Regions from separate parts of the Bos taurus genome. Here region 1 is linked to region 2. Evidence: chromatin contacts called from public Hi-C data. All regions are on one chromosome and are shown on one strand. Each heading gives the region's core, a stretch centred on a gene start, on an enhancer-like site or on the middle of the called end of the contact. The rest is flanking DNA. Distances are from core to core; before and after follow the strand shown. Region 1 holds the start of SRSF1 (serine and arginine rich splicing factor 1). Region 2 holds the start of MRPS23 (mitochondrial ribosomal protein S23).

The links. Hi-C and Micro-C count contacts between places; a contact is called where the count stands out from the background.
Region 1: a contact with region 2 is called in a Hi-C map of skin fibroblasts, with 5 times the contacts expected there. The contact joins the promoter of SRSF1 here to the promoter of MRPS23 in region 2. A contact is called at or near these places in 7 of 11 Hi-C or Micro-C datasets (blastocyst, blood, liver and 3 more).

Annotation. Positions count from the first base shown.
Region 1 is chr19:8,807,584-8,812,709 of ARS-UCD2.0, reverse strand. It overlaps SRSF1 (serine and arginine rich splicing factor 1), which reads left to right and starts at 2,902. Exons shown (of 4, transcript NM_001076394.1): 1 at 2,902-3,186; 2 at 3,600-3,784; 3 at 4,146-4,318; 4 at 4,521-5,126. The coding sequence starts at 2,993. The coding sequence ends at 4,715.
Region 2 is chr19:8,657,032-8,661,918 of ARS-UCD2.0, reverse strand. MRPS23 (mitochondrial ribosomal protein S23) reads left to right here and starts at 1,761. Exons shown (of 5, transcript NM_001046192.2): 1 at 1,761-1,830; 2 at 2,653-2,823. The coding sequence starts at 1,787.

The DNA of each region.
Region 1 (5,126 bases), core at 1,653-4,152, 150 kb before region 2:
GTATCATCCTGGGAGACCTTGATAAACAGCCATCCATGACCTTGGTCATAGACCTCAGAACCTATAATTTGGTTACACTCAAATACAACAGGCCAATAAAGAAACAAGAATGTTCTATTCACTCTATTAAATTCTACTTTGTATTTCTCTAAACTGAACAAAATCAGAAATGACTGCATTAAATTGGACAGAAAGAAAAGAAAGGGAAGTCGCTCAGTCGTGTCCGACTCTTTGTGACCCCATGGACTGTAGCCTACCAGGGTCCTCTGTCCATGGGATTTTCCAGGCAAGACTACTGGAGTGGGTTGCCATTTCCTTCTCCAAGGGATCTTCCCAACCCAGGAATCCAACCCGGGTCTCCTGCGTTGCGGGCAGATGCTTTACCATCTGAGCCACCAAACTGGACGAAAACAAATCAAATTAAATTTGTGGCTTTCTTATTTTCTGGAATTAAAATACCTGAAATTAAAAGCACCTATGTTTAAATCACTGCAGTTATTACTGATTTAACATTAATCAACAGAAAATCAACCTGTATAATCATAAATGGATGGATAAAGTTAGAAAGAAACTGTGTTCAGTAAATAACTATTGAGTACATCTGTTGAAACAGTGTCCCTTTTGGTCAGCTTCTCATTTTAAAAATTATCAGGGTCTTCTCGCTCTCTTTCTTGGTCACGCCTTGGCATTTGGGATCTTAATTTCCCAATCAGGGATGAATCCAGTGCCCCCTGCAGTGGAAGCTGGAGTCCTAACCACTGGACTGCCAGGGAATTCCCAGGGTCTTCTCTTTCTAAATTACAAGCCCAGTTTAAAAATATGTCAGTGAAGGCATTTGAGTCAGTTTTAATGAGGTGGATGAACCTAGAACCTATTATACAGAGTTAAGTAACTAAGAAAGAGAAAAACAAATATTGTATATTAACACATATATATGGAATCTAAAAGGACGGTACTGATAAATCTGTTTGCAGAGCAGCTATGGAGACGCAGACATAGAGAACAAACTTATGGACAAGGGTGAGGAGATGAGGGAGAGGGTGAAATAAATGGAGACAGTAGCATGGATGAATATATACTAACATATGTAAATTGAGAGCCAATGGGAATTTACTATAAGACCCAGGGAACTCAAACCAGGACTCTGTAATAACCTAGAGGGGTGGGACTGGGTAGAAGGGAGATTCAAGAGGGAGGAGACAAGTATACACCTATGGTTAATTCATGTTGATGTATGACAGAAATCAAACCAATATTATAAACCAATCATCAACCAACTAAAAATAGATAAGTATTTAAAAAATAAAAAGGCAATACATAAAATATGTCAATGAAGGATGATTTAAAGGACAGACAAAAAAGTACACACACACATACACAAAATTTTGTCAACTATCACAGAAATTTTTAAGGACTACCAAAGATCCTCCATGGATCTGCTGAAGAGCAAATTAAATTTGTATTTTGGAATTACTGAGAAACATTTACTAAAATATATTCAATCAACTTACAGAACTAAAAACATGACTTCTAAACAATCTTTTTTTTTTAATTTCAAAGGCACCTAGATTTCTCCACCTAGTTTTAATAATGTTTTATAGTATCTTTATAAACTGCCTTACATCCCTGAGGAGACGGACTGTTACAAATAAATACATCAACTGAAGAAAATCATCCTTACACTTAGGATGCAGATCTGTTTTAGCATATTTATTGACTGCAGATTTGTTGTTTTAACTTGAATTCATCACTAATAATTTAAGGTCCCAGCATTTCACATAAAAAATCCAGATTTCAGATAGATGTCTCTATAGGAAAAAATGTAGGAAGTCCTAATCTCCCTAGACCAGTACACTAGCAGATCAGTCCAGAGCAGCAACTGTGGTCTTCAGCGGCCACAGTAGTTCTCACAAGTTCATTGGGCTCATTCATATTACTTGAGAGGCCTGCTAATGAGTTCAAAAAAGGAAGGAACTTCAAGATTCTGCATACACACAGGCAGGCGCGCGTGTTTTTTCTCGTTCTTTGAAAAGGGATGGAGAAGTAACAGGCACAATTCATTCTGCAACCTTCAATGCACCTTTCCGATGCGTTGGGCCTAGTAATAGGCGGTGAAAAAAAGAAACAGAGATCTGGGTCCCAGGTGGTACCACCACCGATTGGTCAGAGCAGGAATCGCCGCCACTAACACAAGCAATGTTGAATGTAGTTATTAAATATATACAAAGCTCTGTGCTGAACCGAAGGTAGGACGGTACTTGATGTAGAATCTGAGGAATCTAAGCTCGGTTCCCCTATATTACACAGTCCTCTAGGCAGCGCACAGGTTCACAGGAGACGGGGCGGAAACACAAAATGATGGCTTGCCTCCGCACAGAATCACAGACAACGCCGAGTCCCGAACTGGGCGCAGTCTCCTAAGACGCCCCCGTTTCCGGAGCAACCGCCCGGTCCCTCCCCCTTTGACTCCGCCCCCGGGGGCGTCTTTCCCGCCCAAGGCCGTTAACACCGCAGAGCATGGTGGGATAAAGCTATAGGCTAGGTTTCATAAAATCCTTCCAAAGCGCCTTTGCTTTAAGAGACTTATTCCTGGGAAAATTGATTATTCTTTAGGACTCGACAAGATTAATAACCCTCTTTTACAAGTGCTCTGCCCTAAATCTTTACCACATGGCTGGTCAGTCCCTTTGCAAAGCTCTCGGCACAACGGGAACGCGGGAACTTTTTTCCCTTCGCGCGGAGGGTGACGTCGCGCGTGTGCCAGCGTCCCTTTCGCAGCACACCCGTTACGCTCTTGCGCGTGCGCAGTGAGATCGAATAGCTGCTTCCTCCCGCTTCTCTTCCTCCCTCCCCCCCATATCCGTGCGCCGAGCTGATAAAGGCGCCATTTTGGAGGGGCCGCGGGAGACGTGGTGTCGCGGCGGGCTCGCTCTGCCGTTCGCTAGGCTTGGTGGGAAGGCCTGTTCTCGAGTCCGCGCTTTTCGTCGCCGCCATGTCGGGAGGTGGTGTGATTCGTGGCCCGGCAGGGAACAACGACTGCCGCATCTACGTAGGGAACTTACCTCCAGACATCCGAACCAAGGACATTGAGGACGTGTTCTACAAATACGGTGCTATCCGCGACATCGACCTGAAGAATCGCCGCGGAGGACCGCCCTTCGCCTTCGTTGAGTTCGAGGACCCGCGGTGAGGCGGCCAGGGACTTGCGGCCTTGAGGATATAGGTTGGAGTAGTTGGGGAATGCTCCAAGGCCTTAGAGAGAATGGGGACGTGGGCTCTGAGGTTGGGAGCAAGACGAATCGCCCGTGCACGAGTGAAGCGAGGAGCCGAGGCGGTGAGGTTTCTCTGGTGACTGGGTCCCCCGGGCGTCTCCAGAGCCGGCTCGCGGGCTCGGAGCGGGAAACTGAGGCGCTGAGGGCTGCTGTAGTGGTCGGGAGCCTGGTGTACTTCTGGGTGGGGGAGGGGCCGTTGCTATTATGCAGCGCATGTGGGCTCTTCCACCCCCGGTGCGCATGTGCGGGGCTCTGTGAGCTCCCCGACGGAGTTAGCCACCCCTCCCGGTCCTTTTTCTTACCCTTCGGCTTTCTGTAATCACGCAGGGATGCGGAAGACGCGGTGTACGGTCGCGACGGCTATGATTACGATGGATATCGTCTGCGGGTGGAGTTTCCTCGAAGCGGCCGTGGTACAGGCCGAGGCGGCGGCGGGGGTGGAGGTGGCGGGGCTCCCCGGGGCCGCTATGGCCCCCCATCCAGGCGTTCTGAAAACAGAGTGGTTGTCTCTGGTGAGTTGACCGTTCGTGCGGGTTGATGTCACTTTTGGACAGATACCACACTTTAAACTTTACTTGCATGACCAGTTTGACAAATGCTAGTTTTCATGCTAGGTCTTAAATTATTTTAGTCGCATGGATGAATTCAGTAACCAGGAATTACTGTATTTGAGATTTGGCGAATTAGATTGCAATGCCTAGAATATGAAGAAAGTTACTTTCCAAATAATTTGCGGCTTTTAATTCTAGAATTTTGAATCTTTAACCTAGGATGTTAAAACTAATCATTAATTTTAAAGTAGTCTTGGTTCTAATGTAAATTTTAACTTTAATGTGAAATACTAGAATAATTGTTGAAAAAAATCTTTTTCAGGACTGCCTCCAAGTGGAAGCTGGCAGGATTTAAAGGATCACATGCGTGAAGCAGGTGATGTATGTTATGCTGATGTTTACCGAGATGGCACTGGTGTCGTGGAGTTTGTACGGAAAGAAGATATGACCTATGCAGTTCGAAAACTGGATAACACTAAGTTTAGATCTCATGAGGTAGGTTATACACTTATTCTTTTTATTGGCCAGAATTGGATACAGTGGTCTTAACTGTGGAATTTGAAGGTAAGATTCGGGCAAGGGTGTCCAAGTAAACCCAGTAAAGTGCCTCTGGTTTAAATACGTTGTATTCATTCAGCATGCCTGAAGACAGGTGAAAGCTTAGATCTTTCAATCGAAAGTTCTGTCTATTCAATAGGGAGAAACTGCCTACATCCGGGTTAAAGTTGATGGGCCCAGAAGTCCAAGTTATGGAAGATCTCGATCTCGAAGCCGTAGTCGTAGCAGAAGCCGTAGCAGAAGCAACAGCAGGAGTCGAAGTTATTCCCCAAGGAGAAGCAGAGGATCACCACGCTATTCTCCCCGTCATAGCAGATCTCGCTCTCGTACATAAGATGATTGGTGACACTTTTTTGTAGAACCCATGTTGTATACAGTTTTCCTTTATTCAGTACAATCTTTTCATTTTTTAATTCCAACTGTTTTGTTCAGAATGGGCTAAAGTGTTGAATTGCATTCTTGTGTAATACCCCTTGCTCCTAACATCTACATTCCCCTCATGTCGATAAATTGTATTTTAAGTGATGTCATAGCCAGGATTGTTTAAATTTAGTTAACTCTCCATGCTCTTCAGACTGTGATATTGTGTAAATGTCTATTCTGCTCTGGTTTGTGTGAACTGGGATGTTGGGGGTGTTTGTGGTTATCTTACCTGGGGAAGTTCTTATGTTTATCTTGCTTTTCATGTGTCTTTCTGTAGACATATCTGAAGAGATGGATTAAGAATGCTTTGGATTAAGGATTG
Region 2 (4,887 bases), core at 512-3,011:
AGCCCATGGGTGCCTTTCCACATAGTTTCTATCTGCATACAAACACAAACACTGGAAAACATTCTCCTTTTAACAGGTTAAAGACGCTTCTCTGCAAGTTCCTTTTCACTTTACAGTAGGTCATGGGCATCATCTACAGCAATACATGTGGATCTAGCTCGTTGGTTTTAATAGCTGCATAAGACTCCATAGATTACATGAAGCATAGTTTTCCAGCCATTTCCCATTCGATGGATGGGAGGGTGCATTACAAACAATGCTGCAGCGACTGCTGCTGCTAAGTCGCTTCAGTCGTGTCCGACTCTGTGCGACCCTGTAGACCGCAGCCCACCAGGCTCCTCCGTCCCTGGGATTCTCCAAGCAAGAACACTGGAGTGGGTTGCCATTTCCTTCTCCAATGCATGGAAGTGAAAACTGAAAGTGAAGTCGCTCGGTCATGTCCGACTCTTTGCGACCCCATGGACTGCAGCCTACCAGGCTCCTCCGTCCATGGGATTTTCCAGGCAAGAGTACTGGAGTGGGCTGCCATTGCCTTCTCCGGCTGCAGCGACAGTCCTTGCACAAATATCCTTGTGAAATTGTGCTTTAATTTCTACAGGATCCTTTACGCAAAGTATGATTATTGGGCTAAAAGGTTATCCTGAGAGTGTATTTCCCCCAGATTTTTGAGCTTCCTACTCGGAATTTGTTTGTTCCGGACACTTTCACTTTTCAAGCTCCAAGGAGCAGCTAGCTAGCGACGCCTCCCGGGGAGAAAACACCAGCTGTCTGCAGCGAGCGGATGCAGGTGGCGCTTCAGGGCCAAAGGGTTTAGTGGGGAGCGCTTAAGGGCAGGAGACGCAGGAAGGAGGATTGGGCTCCAGAGTGACCCTGGTCAGGTGACGTCCCTCCTCGGGGCTCGGTTTCCCTCTGCGTAGACTGTGATATCGTGGTCCCGGCGCGGGTTGGAAAAGAATTTCCAGACATGAGACAGAATGAAAAAAGAATAAAGCTTATTAGAGTGGGAGATGCTGTTAGAACAGGGGGCCAATTCAAGGGGGAACCGACCTTGAATGGGGGGTCCTCAGTCCACTTTTATAGCCAGGGTACAAGGAGTGCGCTAGGGGTCTTGCGGGCCATTTGCTGATTGGATGAGGCTCCTATACTGGGTGGGGGAAAGAGTAGGGCAAATGCCTCCTCCCTACCGGGTAGGAGGAGAGACAGGTTATACTGCTCCATTAATAGTTACACCATGGGGGAGCGAAGGACGATTAGGGTCTGGTTTTTCCGTTCCTGCGTTCCAAGACCCTCCTTAGTTATCTGCTCTTCCGTCCTTGGGTCACCACATGTGACTCCAACCAAAATGAGACGCAGACTGAGCCTAGAGCTGGTGATCTCTGATCTCCGCCTTACGAATTCCTGGCCTTGTTGGCTCCCCCAGGACCTAGGCTGCGTTTCCCTACTCCCTCCCCATCATCTTCCCTGGCTCCTTCAAGAGCAGAGGTGGCCAGAAAGGGTAAAGCGACAAATAAGCCCTCTCCTGGATCGGTCATGTATTGCTTTTGCCCGGCTTTGGCTCTCTCCCGCCCTGGCGGCTCGGCTATCGAGTGCTCCCGTCTGAGCCTGGCGAGTAGCCGAGGGTGCGGCGATTCGGCCATCCTTTGCTTCCGCCTGGCCCCGCCCTCCCGTTCGAGCCGCAACCCGGGCACTGCGATCGGTGGCTCGACCCGCGACTTTCGCCCACTTTGCCTGCCGCGGGCGCTTCCGGTTCCGGTACAGGCACAGCGCGGGATCTAAGGCCCCAGGCATGGCGGGGAGCCGGCTGGAAACCGTGGGGAGCATTTTCACGCGGTGCGTGCTCGGAGCCGAGGGTGTGCCGAGGGCGCGAGCGCGTCTCCCCCTTTTACGCCCTTTTTTGGGTGGGTCTGATCCTGGCCAGGCTTTTCTCGTGCTTTGTCCTGCTTCTGAAAAATTGTGCTTGGCTGCGTCACCGCTTGAATTTCTTAGCTCGCACGTTCAAGATCGCACCTTTCCGCTCTCCAAGTGGAAAGTGAAGTGAAAGTCTCAGTCGTGTCCGACTCTGCGACCCCTTGGACTACACAGTCCATGGAATTCTCCAGGCCAGAATACTGGAGTGTGTTGCGTAGCCTTTTCCCCTTCTGCAGGGAATCTTCCCAACCCAGGTATCAAACCTGGGTCTCCCGCATTGCAGGCGGATTCTTTACCATCGGAACCACCAGGGAAGCCCAAGAATACTGGAATGAGTAGCCTGTCCCTTCTGCAGGGGATGTTCCCGACCCAGGAATCGAACCGGGGTCTCCTGCATTGCAGGCGGATTCTTTACCAGCCGGGCTCCAAGTGGAGGTCTCTGGGAAAAATAAGGGAGGATGGGGCCGTTGGGTCTGGTCAGAACAGTCTTTGCATTTTCCTTGATTGGACGTGGATGAGGCGAGGGGAGTGGAACGCACATGAGAAGGTGGATTAACCCTGAGCACTGTTTGGTTGGTTTGGAGTTTGGAAACATTTTACCATCTAGCAGGTAGGGGACCCCCTGCTCTGCCCTCCTTCCGGTTGTCTTCTGGACTCCGCGACCCTGCCAGTGTCTCAGACTGCATCAGGGGCTCAGACAGGCTGTTGTCACTTACTGACGTTTGTTCTTTACTCTTCCTTCAGGACGCGAGACCTGATTCGGGCTGGGGTGTTGAAGGAGAAACCCCTTTGGTTTGACGTATATAACGCCTTCCCTCCGCTGCGGGAGCCGGTCTTCCGAAGGCCTCGCTTGCGATATGGCAAAGCTAAATCTCCCACCCAGGACATCTTTTACCACGAGGATCAGATTAGAGCGTGAGTGTGGCGCCCATACGGTGGACCAGAGGCAGCAACTTCAGAAGGAAAGGTTTAGCCAGCAGTCTGGCCACTTCCATAGAAATTATCTCGCCAGATTAGGAAATCAGTGCCCCTCCCCAGGACAGAGAAGCAGAAGTTCGAATTAGAACCTGGTGCCCAGCAGCTGACCAGCCATTGCAGTTATAGCTACGTGTTTCTGGGCATCTGTTTGGTGTCTGGCACTGTGTTAAGCCCCTAACAAACGTTACTTCATTTAGGTTTTACTCTAATCCTGCAAGATAGGTATCCTCGTCTCCGTTTTAGTCATGAGAACTGTGAGGCTCAAGGAGGTCGACTTGACCGGGAATTCACAGGACAAATCTCCTTCCCTTAAATACTGATGTCAGTTTTTAACATCTGGAATGTTAGGATCAGAGACTGTGTCTAATTGAAATGAATACATATCCCTTATTCTTGCCCCTATTCCTGAATAAGAAAAAAAACTTAGAAAGTCATCATATTGTTTATTGAGGTCCAGGCGCCCACCTTTCACTTGAAAACCACGCTGCCCCCCTTGCCCAACACACCTCTGAGGTAGGAGAACAAGTATGTTCTGGCTGTATTTGGAAATTTTCAGAGGTCTTTAGGGCATTAAATATTCTTCCAGTACTTTTCTGCTCAGGTCCATTCCATTCACTTGGTCAGGATGCTTTCAGGGTTGTTTATATGTTAAAATCATTTGTGCTTCTGTGTACACAGCAGCGGAACTGGGTGGTGGTCATTGGAGAATGGAGTATTTTACTGCATCCTCTTGTTACTTGTAATGCCCAAATTATAACACTGTGAGCTTAAATAGTTTTTTGAACCTTTATCTTTTCTTTGGCTTTTTTGTTTGTTTTGATGTTTTTGATATTTTAAGGACTTATAACAACAAAATAAGTTTACTGAATGTGTGCTTGCTCAGTTGCGTCTAACTCTTTGTGGCCTCATGGACAGTAAGCCCACCAGGCTCCTCTGTCCATGGGATTCTCCAGGCAGGAATACTGAAGTGGGTTGCCATGTCTTCCTCCAGGGGATATTCCTGACCCAGGGATAGAACCTGAGTCTCCTGTGTCTCCTGCACTGGGAGGTGGATTCTTTACCACTGAGACATCTAGGAAGCCAAAATCTTAATGGAAAAAGCAAAATCATGAAAGTAATAGAAGAAAACATGGGATAATTGAAAAATAATCTCAATGATATTAATAAAAGCCTACCTAAGCGTGACATAAAAACCCAGAAGCCAGGGCTTTCCTGATGGTCCAGTGGCTAAGACTCCTTGCTCTCGATGCAGGGGACATGTCGCAACTGAGAGTTCACATGCTGTAAATAAAGATCCCGTGTGCCATAACTGATTGCTGGCATAGCCAAATAAGTAAATATTTAAATAAACTTATTTAAGTTGAAAAAGAACACACCAAATCTAGAAGCCATAAATGAAAGCATTAAAGTTTTCTGCACATAAAAACTACCATAAGCAAAATAAAAAATCGGCTGACGTACTGGGAAGAACTTTGGCGACATGTATGACGAAGGGCTAGTTTCCTCTTTACGTTGCTGTAAAACGACTAAAAGGAAAAAATGGGCAAAGAACATGGATAGGTCACAGAAAAGGGAAATTCCTTTGCTTTTAAACATGAAAAGATACTGAGTCTGTTTAATAAGAAAAGCAAAACTACAGTGAAGTACAACAGGTGACCTGTCAGACTGATAAAGGTCAAAAAGTTGGGAAATATAATATGGTCAGGGTTTGGGGAATAGGCAGTCTCCTATCTGCCTATTGATACCCTTGTCTGGGTATAAATGGATACAGCCCCTCCCTCTGGAAAGCATTTTGGCAGTTTGGAAGGTCAGATTACAAATTAAGGTATCTTGACCCAACAGTACTATTTTTAAAAAATAGTTTTTTAATTTATTTATTTTTGGCTGTGCTGGGTCTTCATTGCACCAAAGGCTTTTCTCTGGTTGCGGAGAATGGGGGCTACACTCTGTGGTGCACGGGCTTCTCAATGCAGTGGCTTCTCTTGTTAGGAAGCATGGGCT